2 separate regions of the Urocitellus parryii genome follow, and region 2 is linked to region 1. A link is a contact called in public Hi-C data. All regions are on one chromosome and are shown on one strand. The core of a region is the stretch at or near the end of the contact, and the rest is flanking DNA. Distances in the headings are between cores, read along the strand shown. Region 1 holds the start of Dctpp1 (dCTP pyrophosphatase 1). Region 2 holds the start of Prr14 (proline rich 14).

Region 1 (6,611 bases), core at 511-3,010:
GTGCGAGGCAAGTGCTCTGCCGCTTAGCCACAACCCCAGGCCCCCTTTTTATCTTTTGAGCCAGAGTCTTACTAAGTTGCTTAGGTAGGGCCTTGCTATATTGCTGAGGCTGGCTTTTGAACTCCTGCCTTAGCTTCCCAAACTGCTGGGATTACAGGCATGTGCCACTGCACCCGGCTCATGTCTTGATTTTAATTGACTGGTTGATACTAATTAGCCTCTTTAATGGTCTCCCTGTCTCATTCTCTCAGTGATTTAATTCATCCTGCAGGTACAGTTATCTTTCTACTACTCAAATGTGGTCAGGTCTTCTGTCCAAACTTCATCACTCTCAAGCCCCAATCCTACCTTTCTGGGTTCATCTCCAGCCCTGCTTTTGCATAGCTCTATCACTCATCATCTGGATAACTACCAAATGGCTATGATGTGCAGGCAAATGGACACACCCGAGAACAAAATAGATACAAAATCCCTTATCTTTCTTGGGAAGATGATACTGGAGGAGGATGAGATTCTCTCCAAGTTTAACTTGCCTTTTCTGGCCTCACTACCATTGCAAACTCCTGTCTGGAATACTATACATATGTGTTCTAGAGAAAACCTTGTTTTCAGCCCCAGAGACAAAGGTAAAGGGCTATTACCACAACTCCTCCTTACTATCCGGGTCTATCTTGTATTTTCACACTTTCTTTCCCTGGAGACTGGGTGCTCCCAGAGGGTTGATACCTGGGAGTCATCTCAACCCCAGCACCAGGCACAGAGACCAGCAGTGAGGAGGGAAACTGAATCCATGAATGTTTGAGGATCACACAGTTTCTCCCATCCCCCACAACAGACTGTTCCAGAAAGCTTCCCATCTACTCACAAGAGTTCTGCCAGCTCTCCCACTTCCCCGACCAAGGCCAGTAGGAGGTTCCGAGGCTGGTGGAACTGGTCCCAGTCCCGCTCTGCAGCAAACTCTGCATGGAGACGCCGGCTGGAATAAGATAAAGGAGTAGAAGCCCAATTCCCAGGGTTAGTGGTTGGGGGAGGAGCTGCAGAGCCCAGGCAGGTACCCCAGTGATACGTAAAGGGGGCTTGGAGTCAGAGGATTCTGCAACTAAATCCGTGGATGGTCTTGAATAAGTAATTTCCTCTTTATGAGACTTGGTTTTCGCATCTGAAATTCAGCGTGCCCCTGCAGACACTTTAACCTCTAGCCGTACCTAACAATACTTTATTATTCCATTGCTAATTTTGAAGTTTCCTCCACTTGGAATATCCCTATCTTTGCACATCTAAGTCCTGCGTATTTTACACTTTCCCTAAGAAGCTTTTTTGATTTCCTCCAGCAAAAATTAATGTTTCCTACCTCTCCGCACTTCATCTGCCCCTGTTGGGTGGTACACCCACTCCGGAAGGGCGGAGGCAGTATAGACTCCTGGGGCAATTTCCCCGCTTTAGTTGTGAACTGCTGAGCCCACTTTGCTTGAGAGGTTTAGAGGCTCACCAGGGGTCAGCCAGCACTACTGCTGGTCATTTTTCCCCACCACGTGGGAGGACCCGTCCCATGGCATAGAGGAAGGGGTCAATCTCTCCACCCGAACCTGGTCGTGGGTTGCTTACATGTCCTCCAGCGTGGGTTCCGGGCTGAAGCTGAATGAGCCGGCGGCAGCAGCAGTATCCTTTCTCCCAGCGTCCCTCTGGGTATCACCTCCGGCACTAGACATGCTGCACAACCCACTAAGACGCCACTGCACAGAACTCCGCGCCACGCTGGGAGCCCGCCTCCAGGGCCCCTAACCAATCACGGGCGAGCTCGATTGCTTCACGGAGTAGTGCCGGCGGAGAAACCAATCACCTGTGTGGAGTTTGCTACAGCCCGCCCCGTATCAGGACTGGACCAATCTGAGGAGCTTTAATCCTGTAGTCCCTTACCTCGGAGAATTCTTCCGCCTAAGAAGTCCGCGGTACCAATTTGACACGGAGGAAAGGACAGGGAAGCGGGAGGAGAGGGCGTAGCCGTTTTACTCCTTTGTGGGCGCCAGATGGCGCCAAAGCAAAATGCTAGGTTAGGAGGCCGAGGGTGTGTTTGGCGGGAAATTCCATAAGTGAATGTACCCTCCGCCTGCATTAAATTCGTCAGGGTTTAGGGACTCTGAAGATCCTCTAGACCAGCCTCCACACTAGTTGGATGCGATCGAAGGGAAAGAATGGAACAAAGTCGGGACCACGACCTAGGTCTTTTGTCCCACTTCTGCTCCCAGCCCCGGCTGATTGCTGTGGTTGGAAGGAGTTAACCCCCATTTCTGTCTCAAGGAACCAGTCTGTCCTCCTCCCTACCCGCAACGTAGATTACATGACATTGAAATGTGTGACCCATTACAGATTGGCCTCTGCCACCTCTCCAGACTCATGTGTCTCTATCGCGGCCATACCACACACAAAACCACCAAGCTTGCTGGGGAATTTATGAGGTGATCATGGAATTGTTACTTTGGCTGAGACCCGCTGAGTTGTTATATATATGACCAAGGGAAGAGGTTTTTTTTTTTTTCTCTCTCGGCACTGGGGATTGAACCCAAGAGCACTCTACCCTTGAGCTACATCCCTACCCCTTTTTATTCTTTGAGACTGGCTCTGACTACATTGTCAGTCCGCCTCGAATTGGCGATCTTCCTGCCAGTTGCTGACATTACAGGCGTTCGCCACTGCACGCAGAGAAAAGAGATCTTTGTGAAACACAGGAACTTGAATTTTGTCGAATCCAAGCTTTATAGAGAATTATTTATTTTCACATACCTATTAAGGTCGCTATGTCTGTTCTCCAGGAGTTCAATGAGGCATACAGTTTAATGGAAGTGAAAGACTAAGAAAGTGGAAGAAAAGACAGATTTTAGAAATTAATATTCCAAAAGGGCAGAGGAACTGAAGGATGTAGTTCTGCAATAGAGTGTATGCTTAGCATCTCCAGTGCCAAAAAATAAATAAACAAAAATAAGTCCCCAAAGTACTGCAATTCCACCACTAGGCACAAGTTTTATTAGCACCTGTGCTATAATACTTGAAATTGTGACAAATATTAAGGTAAAAATTAAATGTTACCATAGTTAAAACACTGTAAATCTGGGGACAGTGGTACATACCTGTAATCCCTGTGATCTGGAGGATCAAAAATTCAAGGTCAATCTGGTCAATTTAGTGAGCTGTTTCAAAATAAAATAGCTGGGGATGTAGAGCTCTTGCTTAGCATGCATGAGGTCCTGGGTTCAATCCCCAATACCACAAAAAGTGTTTAAAAATATTTTTAGATAAAAATAAAGCAAGCCAGTAGCAGCGGTGCAACCCTGTAAGCCCAATGACCCAGGAGGCTGAGACAACAGGAGTGCAAGTTCTTGACAATTTAGTGAGATCCTGTCCCAAAATAAAACAAAATAGAGATAGGGATATAGCTCAGAAATACAGTGCCCTGGGTTAAATCCCTATTACCCTCCTCCCCCCACCCCCACCCCCCCCAAAAAAAAAACACTGTGAAGAGGATGTGACAGCATGCATGAGATCCTGAGTTTGATCTTCAACATTGTCCATACCCCCCAAAAAAATAACACTTATGAAAAGTGATTAGGGGCATCTGCAGATTGTGTGGTTCAGGAAAGAGGTGATAAGCACTATTGGTTACTACTTTTTGCCCTCCTCCATGTGCATACACACACACACACACACACACACACACACACACAGAGCATACACACACTCTCACACACATACAGAGAAAGTGTTTCAAAATAAATGGGCATTTGATTTGTGTGCTGCTAAACTGATGAGCAAAATGAGAGTGCTGAATTAGCCACTGGATTAGGCAACACAGATTGGATATAACAGACAACAAAAAAAGAGAGGTATTGGATAGCTCTGGCTTGACTAACTAGATGGGTAGTTTTGGTATTTGCTGAAATGAAGACATAGAAGACCTGGGAGTTGGGTGGGAAGGAATATAATTAATTGAGATTTAAGACATGTTCATTCCTAGCAGTTTTCTTTCTTTTTGGTGGTTCTGGGGATTGAACCCAGGGCCTCACACATGCTGGACAAGTGCTCTACCACTGAGCTATATCCTCAGCCTATCATTTTTTATTTTGAGACAGGGTCTCATTAAATTACTGAGCACCCTGAGTTGCTGGGATTAGTGTGCCTCTGTGCCTAGCCAGACTTGTCAATGGATTGATGATGATGCCAGCTTCCACCACTATGAGACACCAAGAACTAGAAAAGTGGGAAAAGAAAGGGTGTTAAGGTCCCAAAGGTCTACTTCATTTGCTCATTCATTCATTCTTTTATTCATTCAATATATTCTGATCATTAACTCTGGATCAGACACTGTTGTAGGTGCTAGGAATACTGAACATCCCTGCCATCTTGGAGCTTACATAGCAGGGGATAATTTTAAAGCACATCAATACATTCTCAAGATAATTACAGATTAGGATAAGAGGTGTGAAGCAAATAGGGTGATAAATTTTAGAGTAGCTGGGTGTTGGCTGGGAGGTCAGAGATGACTTTTTGGGGAGTTTTTCCTTGGTTGTTTTGGTTTTTGGTGCTGGAGATCAAACCTAAGGTCTCTGCTCTGCCAATGAGCTACATCCCCAGCCAATTTGATTTTTTATTTTGAGAAAGAGTTTCATTAAGTTGCCCAGTCCAGTTTGGAGTTTGGGATTCTCCTACCTCAGTTTCCCAAGTAGCTGGGATTACAGGCATGCACCACCACCATACCCAGGCATGTACCACTAATTCTTTTTACATTGTCCATTATTATTTCAAAATAAATTTTCAACAATTTAATGTACCAATGTTCTATCAGTTCCATTTTTCTCTTTCCCCAAAGATCTTTAGGTCCGGTATGGACTGATTGCTCTCTAAGCCAGCCATTCAGCTTTGCCTTCACTTCTCTGCTGGGTTCCATTTCCTGGCTCCCATGTTTTACTCTTTCTCAGTTTGCCCCCCCCCCTTTTTTTTTTTGCTGGAGCATATTTTCCAGCTGTTTTTGATTTTTGTTGGTTGGTTGGTTTTGTTTGGAGGTGCAGGGATAGAACCCAGAGCCTCATGTATACTAGGCAGGTACTCTACTATTGAGGTTAGCCACAGCCTTCCAGTTGTTTCCTGAAAGTGTATGGGATGAAACCAGTTTTACACTTTGCATATACTAAAAATATTTTTATTCTACTTGTTTGAAAAATGTAGCTTGGGGGGCTATCATGGTGGCTCAGAGGTAAAGTGCTTGCCTGGTACGTGTGAGGCCCTGGGTTCAATTCTCAGCACCACATACAAATAAATAAATTAAATAAAGGTCCATCAATGACTAAAAAAATATTTTTTAAAATGTAGCTTGGCATAGAATTCTGCATTACAAAATCATTTGCCCTCAAAATTGTGAAGATACTACTTTTAGCTTCCAATTGGATATTGAGAAGTCTGATATCTCAAACTTTTGTGTATTATTGTGGTGATTTAGAAGCATGGGTTCTGAAGTCAGATTGCCTGTCTGATACTGGACAGATTTTTTTTTTTCTTGGAGAGAATTTTTGTTTATTTATTTATTTATTTTTAGTTTTCGGCCGACACAACATCTTTGTATGTGGTGCTGAGGATTGAACCCGGGCTGCATGCATGCCAGGCAAGCGCGCTACCGCTTGAGCCACATCCCCAGCCCTAGACAGATTTCTTAATCTCCCTGTGTATCAGCTTTCTCATGTGCACAGTGGGGTTGTTGGAAGATTGAGTTAAAATATATTAAGGACGTAATACTGCCTGGTGCAAAGTACATACTGTTTAATCATTTGCTATTTTTTTTTTCCAGAGATACACATGAAAGTTTGTCAGAGTTGACAAAGGCACATCTCTTCATAGACAGCATAGACAGAGAAAGGAAAAAACAGTATTATTGTTAATAGGGCATTTTGTACTTTAATGAAATTTGCATATGTTCTAAAATTCACTGCTCTGGGAATTCAAGAAATGGGTGACTTAAAGATTTTAAGTTTTAGGAAACATGTATTATTCTTTTTAATTTCTTCCTTTTTTTTTTTTTTTGTATCGGGGATTGAATGAGGCACTTGACCACTGAGCCACATCCCCAGCCCTATTTAGTATTTTATTTAGAGACAGGGTCTGAATTGCTTAGTGCCTTGACTCGCCTTTGCTGAGGCCGGCTTTGAACTCTCCTATCTCAGCCTCCTGAGCCTCTAGGATTACAGATGTGGGCCACCACATCGGGTTTCTTCCATTTTCTTTATTACCTCTTCCAGAAACTCCTCTTCAAGGCTAAACCTCCTAGCTCACCTCTAATTTCCATACATTTCCCCCTCTCTTGTGTATCTTTTTGTCTTCTTATTCTGCTTCCAGAGTTAACTTTATATTTTTCTGACTCTTGCTGAATTTTTTTTTTTTTAGTTGCAGTTGGACATCATGCCTTTATTTTATTTATTTATTTTTATATGGTGCTGAGGATCGAACCCAGTGCCTCACATGTGCTAGGCAAGCGCTCTGCCCCTAAGCTGCAACCCCAGCCTTGAATTTAAAAAAAAATTTTTTAGTTGTCAATGGACCTTTATGATTTTTTTTAAAAAATTTAAGTT
Region 2 (7,119 bases), core at 4,126-6,625, 170 kb after region 1:
TCAAATTTGTGATCCTCTGTGTCAGCTTCCTGAGTTGCTGGGATTACAGGTATGTGCCCTGGGCCTGGCTGAAACTAGAGCTTTAAATCAGTGGCCCTAAACCAGTGGATGTCAACATGGGCAGAGTCACCCCCTAGGAGTTGTTTTGTGAATTTATGAGAATGTTTTCTTGTTTGTGTTTTACTTACTAAATTACCCAGATTGGCCTCAGACTTGCATAATCCTTCCTTAGCTTCCTGAGTTGCTGGGATTAAAGGCATGTACCACCATACCTGGATAGATATAAATAAAATAAAAAAACTTCTCTTTATTTGTCCTTTAGGATTATATTTTTATTTTGTCATTTATCTTTTTTTTTGTTTTTGTTGTGTTCCAGTGATTGAACTCAGGAGAACTTTACCACTGAGCTACATCCCTAGCACCGACCCCCACCCTCCACGTTTTTTGTTTGTTTGTTTTGATAAAGGGTCTTGCTCAATTGCTTAGAGTCTCACAAACTTGTTGAGGCTGTTCGAAAACTTTGATCCTCCTGCATCAGCTTCCTGAGGCAATGGGATTACCGGTGTGCATTATTATTATTATTTTTTTTTTTGGTACCAGGGATTGAACTCAGGGGCACTGGACTACCGAGCCACATCCACAGCCCTATTTTGTATTTTATTTAGAGACAGAGTCTCACTGAGTTGCTTAGTGCCTTGTGGTTGCTGAAGCTGGCTTTGAACTTGCGATTCTCCTGTCTCATTCTCCCAAGCCGCTGGGATTACAGGTGTGCGCCACTGAGCCTGGCAATTTTTCTTTTTATTGCTTCTTTCTTCTGTTAACAGTTCAACTGTGTAACACACACACACACACACACACACACACATTTATATGCATCCTTTTTTTTTAGCCCTAGGGATTGAACCCAGGGGTGTTCCACCACTGAGCCACGTATTTATTAGTTCATTATAGTTATACATAACTTTTGGGTTCATTTTGACATAATTATATAAGCATGGAATATATTTTGCTCTAGGTCAATCCCCAGTATCCATCCCTTTTTAAATTTTTGAGACAGGATCTTGCTAAATTGCTGAGGCTGGCCTCGAATTTTTGACCTTCCTGCCTCAGCCTCCCGAGTAGCTGGAATTATGGGCATTCAACCACATTACCTAGCTTAGATATTCTACTTTATTTCATGCTAAGATGCTAGTATATTTGTTGATGTGTTAAGTCTGGTCCAATCAGGAAGGAGAAACCATATGGTAATTTAAATGAGGAAAAGTTAATACAAAAATGATCAATTATAACAGGTAATTTAAAGAAATGAAAGATTGAATTCTGTATCATTTTCCTGGGTAGAATGTCTTCCTTTGCCTCTTCTAGGTTGCTGGTAGTCTTGTTGGCAATCTTTGGCATTCCTTGGCTTGTATCAGAAGCACCACTTCAGTCTCTACCTCTGTCATATGGTATTTTCTCCTCATGTTTGTATCTTCACATTACAGTCTCCTTTTTATGTGTGTGTCCAAGTTCCTTTTCTTATTAATGACACACCAGTCACTGGATTAGGGCCCATCCTAATCCAGTATGATCTCATTTTAACTACATTTGCAAAGACTTTATTTCCAAATAAAGTCACATTTATAGGAACTGAGGGAGAGGGTTAGGACTTGAACATATCTTTGGGGAGGGGCAAAATTCTATTCACTACAGATAATAAGCAATTTAAAAAACTGCAAGAACAGCAGATATAAGAAGCAGCTGCTGTCCCTCACACTGAGAGCATCCAGGAAAAATACTCCATCCTTCCTGGGGGTGATCCAGAACTTTCTGGAGAGCTCACAGAAATGGTTAGAGTGCCCTTCTCGTGGAACCTGCTGGAAATCTTTCCTCTAGGTTGCCAGGAAGGGCTATTCATGGGAAGATGTCTCATCAGAGGTACTCTGTAGTGGAGTCACTACAAAGCCATCCAAGAAGGTACTAGGGTGAGCTGCTGGCCATTGGATGCTGTTGACCACCATGCAGGGGCTGGGGGATAGAACCCAGGAGCCTGCCAGTAGGTTCACTGGAACCAGGAAGCAACTCCCTTTCTTGCTGCAATGTTTTTCTAGCAGTATATGGACAACCCTTAACACAATGCCAGCTAGCAGAGAAAAAATATTTCAATGGACCAGATCCATTCTCACAGAGCAAGGGGGTGGGGAGAATGAATTTGAGGGCTGGGAGTGTAGCTCAGTAGTAGAGTGCTTGCCTAGCATGTGGGAGGCCCTGAGATTGATTACCAGCCCTAAATAAATAAACAAATAAAAAATTGGAGATGAGGGGATAAATTGAAAACCAGGCATCATAATGTACTACTGTTTCAGATATTAATAGGCAGCTCCCTTCACTCTTCTTTGTTGTCTCTCCACCCTCCCAATCTCCTTCCCTCCCCACATTTTCATTAGTTTTACCATCAGCTTTCCAAACTTGAGCCCTGTCTACCATCCCCCTGCTAGAAAAAAAGAGGGGATGGACAAGGACGGAACTGGCCACAGGTGGCTCTCTCCACTGGGAAAGAGGAGGAGGACCATAGGCAGGACCAAATTTTTCAGATTAAAAATAATAATAACAATCTGAAGTAGCTGACTAGAGTAGAAAAACCCCCCAGAAGTGAAGCTTCAATGTTCATCAGGGGACTTAAATTGGGCAGGAATGTGCTTGAACCTGGCTAAATCGAGTACCTCAGAGTAGAGGATTGAAGTTGCTGGAAGCATCAGAACTGAGGGCAATCTCGTATATAGAGGTATAAATGCAGGGATACAAACTCTCAGGGGTTAGGCATGTCTCCCCCGAGGACATAGTACCTGGGAAGTCTTGAAATTTTGTTGAATGGATTAATGCAAACCAGAGCAGCAACCCAAACCCAAGGCTTACTATTATTTCTGAGGTGTGGTTCCTGGTAAAGGGCTAAAATTGACCCATTTCACCCATCTCTGATACCTTGCAGCTACAACCCCACCCACTCTACCCTGGCTGTTTTGGAGCTCAGGCTAGTGGGTTTTAACAGAAAGGTCTTCAGCAGCTAGCTGGAGGACCCAAAGGGGCAGGGCACTCAGAGCAGAAAGAAGCAGCTTTTTGTTGTTTGCAGTACTGGGGATTGAACCCCAGGTGTGCTCTACCTGATGGTAGAGCTTAATAGCTACATTCCCAGGCATTTTTAAATTTAAGGCAGGGTCTCACTAAATTGCTAAATTGGTCTTGAACTTTGTGATCCTCCTCACTTGGCCTCCCAAATTGCTGGGATTATAGCTGTGCACCACTGCACTTGGCTAAGAAGCAGCAGCTTTTATCATCCTCTTTTGGGGGCAGGTACTAGGGATTGAACCCAGGGTTGCTCTACCACTGAGTTACATCCCCAGTCCTTTTTATTTTTTTGAGACAGGGTCTCACTAAGTTGCTGAGGCTGGTCTTGAACTTGCAATCCTCCTGCCTCAGCCTCCCTGGCCACTGGGATGATAGGCATGTACCATTATACCCAGCTTCACTTTTTTTCTCTTTGTGTCTTCTCTCTTGCTCTTCATCTTCCAAGTCTATTTTGAGATGGGCATGATAGGGCTTATTGTTCCTATCCTATATATAAGGCCAAACACAGTTAAGATGGGAGATCCAGAGGACCAGTTTCTGAGGAAAGATAACTAAAGTGCACTAACAGCCCATCAGCAGCCCCACTGGAGTTTATGTGAACCATTCAGCACACACTTGTCACATATTGTAATATGTACCCAGATGGTGGGTTAGGTAGGAGTAGTTGAAATAGGAGTCACAAAAAGGGCAGAGTTCAATTTTGTGAAGCTATGAGTGCTCACCCTTGCTAGCCTAGGCTGAGGGCTGGGACAGTCTACCTTAGATTTCAATTTGATGAACTCTATGCCCTAAGTTAGGATCTCAGGATTGGGCCCTATCTACCAAATTTTCAGCCTCCAGGCCTTTTCCTTAGGCTACTTCCTTTACCCTTAGTGTTGTTGAGACTTCTGGCAACTTAGAGAATCAAAAATCAGATTGTTTGCTCTGCTCTTGAAGGCTTTTCCTGCCCTGGGGCCTAGAAAGGACCTGTGTGTTTAAACTCAGGACACTCTAGGCCTAGGCACTCACCATACCTCCAGGGAATATCTTTAGGCACCACATGGCCAAATGGATCCAGGAGGAGAGAAAATCCCTCTAGCTGGAAGACCTGTTGCCTACTCACACCAGAAATCTCATAAAGGATTTCCAGAGACCCAGCCGATCTCCAATCACAAAGAGACATTGTAATCCTGAGAGCACTTTTATCTTGAAGAGAGTCCTTGGGGACGGAGTTGGAGAATCTTTATGTTCCACGCTGCTGATTACCAATTCTGTTCTTTCCATATCATTGTTTCAATACTTTCATCACTCAATCTCCCGAAAGAAAATTATTCTAGACCGAGAGGTGCCTCTGCACCTTGATCTTAAACCCAGGACACTAGGCTTCAGGCTCTCTTATTTAATTAAGAAAACAAGGTTTGCTTTGGAACAGGGAATAGTTCTTCTGGATTAGGTGCTGAGGGCGCCTTCACAGTGCGAGAAGACGGTATATGCTCACTTTTTCCCCACCAACAGTCTGGCTCCTGCTAAAAACCCATGATGCAGTTTCTCCAAGCTTCGAGATCCCATCCCTGAACCCTGAGTATTTACGGTCTGCATCAGTCAGGCTCCTCATGATAGTGGCTCCTGGGAGTCCCGAACAAAGAGGGAAGCTGAACCGGCCCCACCAAGCAAGCTAAGGTGGATTTATGGCCTCCTGCAATGGAGCCTCAATGGTGAGCCCTTTCTGCGGTTAGCGGACACCTCCATTCCTCCGGGAAGAAGCATACAAAACTCAGACGAAATGAAGATCAACATGCCCAACCTCCTCCCAACTTCGGCTCGGCCCAATTTCTCCAGGACACCGTGCAACAAAGAAGTCCGAGGCTGCACCTGCTCTGGTCTTTGACCTCCGGTGTTTGAACTCAGGACCCCCGCCACTCCCTCCCAAACTCAGATCCTGTGCGGTGAGAATCTGGTGGAAGAACCCCGGGTTGTGTCGCAAATCAGACTCAGATGAGGCCTCTCTAGGACGTTGGGAATTTCACAAATCGTTAGCAGTCGGTCGACGCTCATTGGCCTAAGAGCTAAAGAACCGGAAGATGCCCTTAAAAAACGTGGAGGTACCCTAGCTTCACTATGGTTGCCTCAGCATGTCATGAAATCTGGCATGGTATTTAGCTACTAACTCGCCTTCGAAAAGATGACGCTGTCGCGTCCACTAAGGTTCAACCCGGACTACGATATTTGCCCTCAACTATAATGGCGGTGCTGCCCAATTTGGCTTCTTGCCCCTAGGGATGATGGCCACCAGGCGGCTTCACTTAGTTTCTTACCACCCCGGAAGACGGGGACCGGCGATTGGGCGGTGCCCGGAGACTCCGAGAAGAAGGCCCCTGGCGGTTGGGCAGCGTTGGGTAAGGCTGGTTTTAAAGGAGTCGGAGGTGGGAGCTATCGAAGACCGGGGATCCGCGGGAGGCGGCGGTGAGCGGCGCGCGGGGGAGGGCAAGGAGAGGCTGCAGAGCGGGCAGGAGGGGGGGCGGGATAGGGAGCGTTTGAACCATCTGGTCCCGGGCTGGGTAGAACGCTGGGAGGGGATACGGGCAGGGTAGGAGGTGTGGGTGGGATGGTGTCTGTGGGCGGAACCTCCGGGGTTGGAGCGAAGAGGGTATCTGCTTGACAGTAGATCCCCCGGGATCCAGAGTGAGTTCTGTGATGCCAAAGCTCGGGCTGCCCCCGCCGGAGTGGAGCTTTGCAGAGCTAAAGCTCACAGCGGGAGGAGGAGCGCCGTGCGGCGTCTGATTGGAAGAACCGCGCTGTAGGATTCTTTCTGTAGAAATCCGGTCTTGGGGATCTGGTGGGAGGGAGGACCGTCAGTGTGTGGAGTATTGCTTTGGAATCCTCGGCTGCTCGCCGAGAAGGGAGGAGGATCACTGAAGCATGCAGCGGAAACGAAGCTTCCCAGGACCGGGATCCCAGTGGATCCCGGGGAATCTCAGGGCAGAATCTTCAGGGACAAAGGCCCTGGGAGATTAGGACCCTGAGAGAACTGGGGCCTCTGTAACCCAGAATCTCGCGGCAGGTGCCAGGCAGGGCAAGAGTGAACCGCTGATCAAGGCGGCGGCAGCGGGATTACACCCGCCCCGGCCTGCCAGCCGGGGGCGCCCTTCAGCGCCCCAGGGCTCCAGTCTGGGTTACCGGGAGCTGCGGGAGGACCATGAAGGGCGGAGGCCCGAGGGTGGGGCTGGCCCTCACTCCCCGCTCCCCTGCTCCCCCCCTTACCCCAGGCCGCAGCCTGGCATCCCCCAGGGACCCCCCGGAGCCGCCGCTTCCCCCATGGACTTGCCTGGGGACTCCAGGTGAGAGCGCACCCCGCCCGCCTGTCTTGAGCCCGGGAGACGGGGGTCCTGGCGGCTGTACCGGGAAACTACAGAGCCAACGACAGTTTCAGGCGACCGTCCTCTGCTTCTTTTACCCTCCAGCTCATCTAGCCGGCTGTGCCGTCAGCCTCTAGCTCGATCATTATGGGAAGCCAGGAGCCCAAAACGGCCAAGGCTGCAGCCCGTGGGAGCCCCTTCGCCCCTGGAAAAGGCCTCTCGGAGGGTCCTTGCCGTGGTGCTGGAAGATGTTATGGCTGCCCACATGGTGAGCCCCCTGAACTGAAAGGCCCTCTTTTCCCCTCACATCACTCCTCAGTACCAAAGTCAGACTAGAGTCCTTAAAAATATACAAACACCTCATTCTCATGTCTATGGCCCCAGCACCCTCCCTAATGCTACAATTCTGCATAGTTCTCCCTTCAACCTAGAAGTGAGCAGGGTTTCCAGTGCTCACACTTTCCTCACCTCCCAACCCCTGTGGCTGGAACCACATTCCTACAACTTTCAAATATGAGAAACCCTTCTGCTTTTTTTCCTTGGGGAAGCTTCTGGGGTCCTTGGCTCCATTGCACAAATGAGAAAAACTGATACCCAAAATAAGGTATTGACCCACCCAAGATCACTCTCTTTCATTTCTCCAAACAGCCTGTTGAGATTACCCACATTCCCCACCTGC

What was found. A called contact is a pair of places that touch in the nucleus more often than the background predicts.
Region 2: a Hi-C map of liver shows a contact between it and region 1, with 4 times the contacts expected there. The contact joins the promoter of Prr14 here to the promoter of Dctpp1 in region 1. A contact is called at or near these places in 2 of 2 Hi-C or Micro-C datasets (liver and muscle).

The regions. Positions count from the first base shown.
Region 1 is chr9:20,970,625-20,977,235 of mUroPar1.hap1, forward strand. Dctpp1 (dCTP pyrophosphatase 1) reads right to left here and starts at 1,761. Exons shown (of 3, transcript XM_026400423.2): 1 at 1,606-1,761; 2 at 866-976. The coding sequence starts at 1,709.
Region 2 is chr9:21,138,748-21,145,866 of mUroPar1.hap1, forward strand. Prr14 (proline rich 14) reads left to right here and starts at 5,376. Exons shown (of 13, transcript XM_026400311.2): 1 at 5,376-5,547; 2 at 6,351-6,422; 3 at 6,546-6,708. The coding sequence starts at 6,400.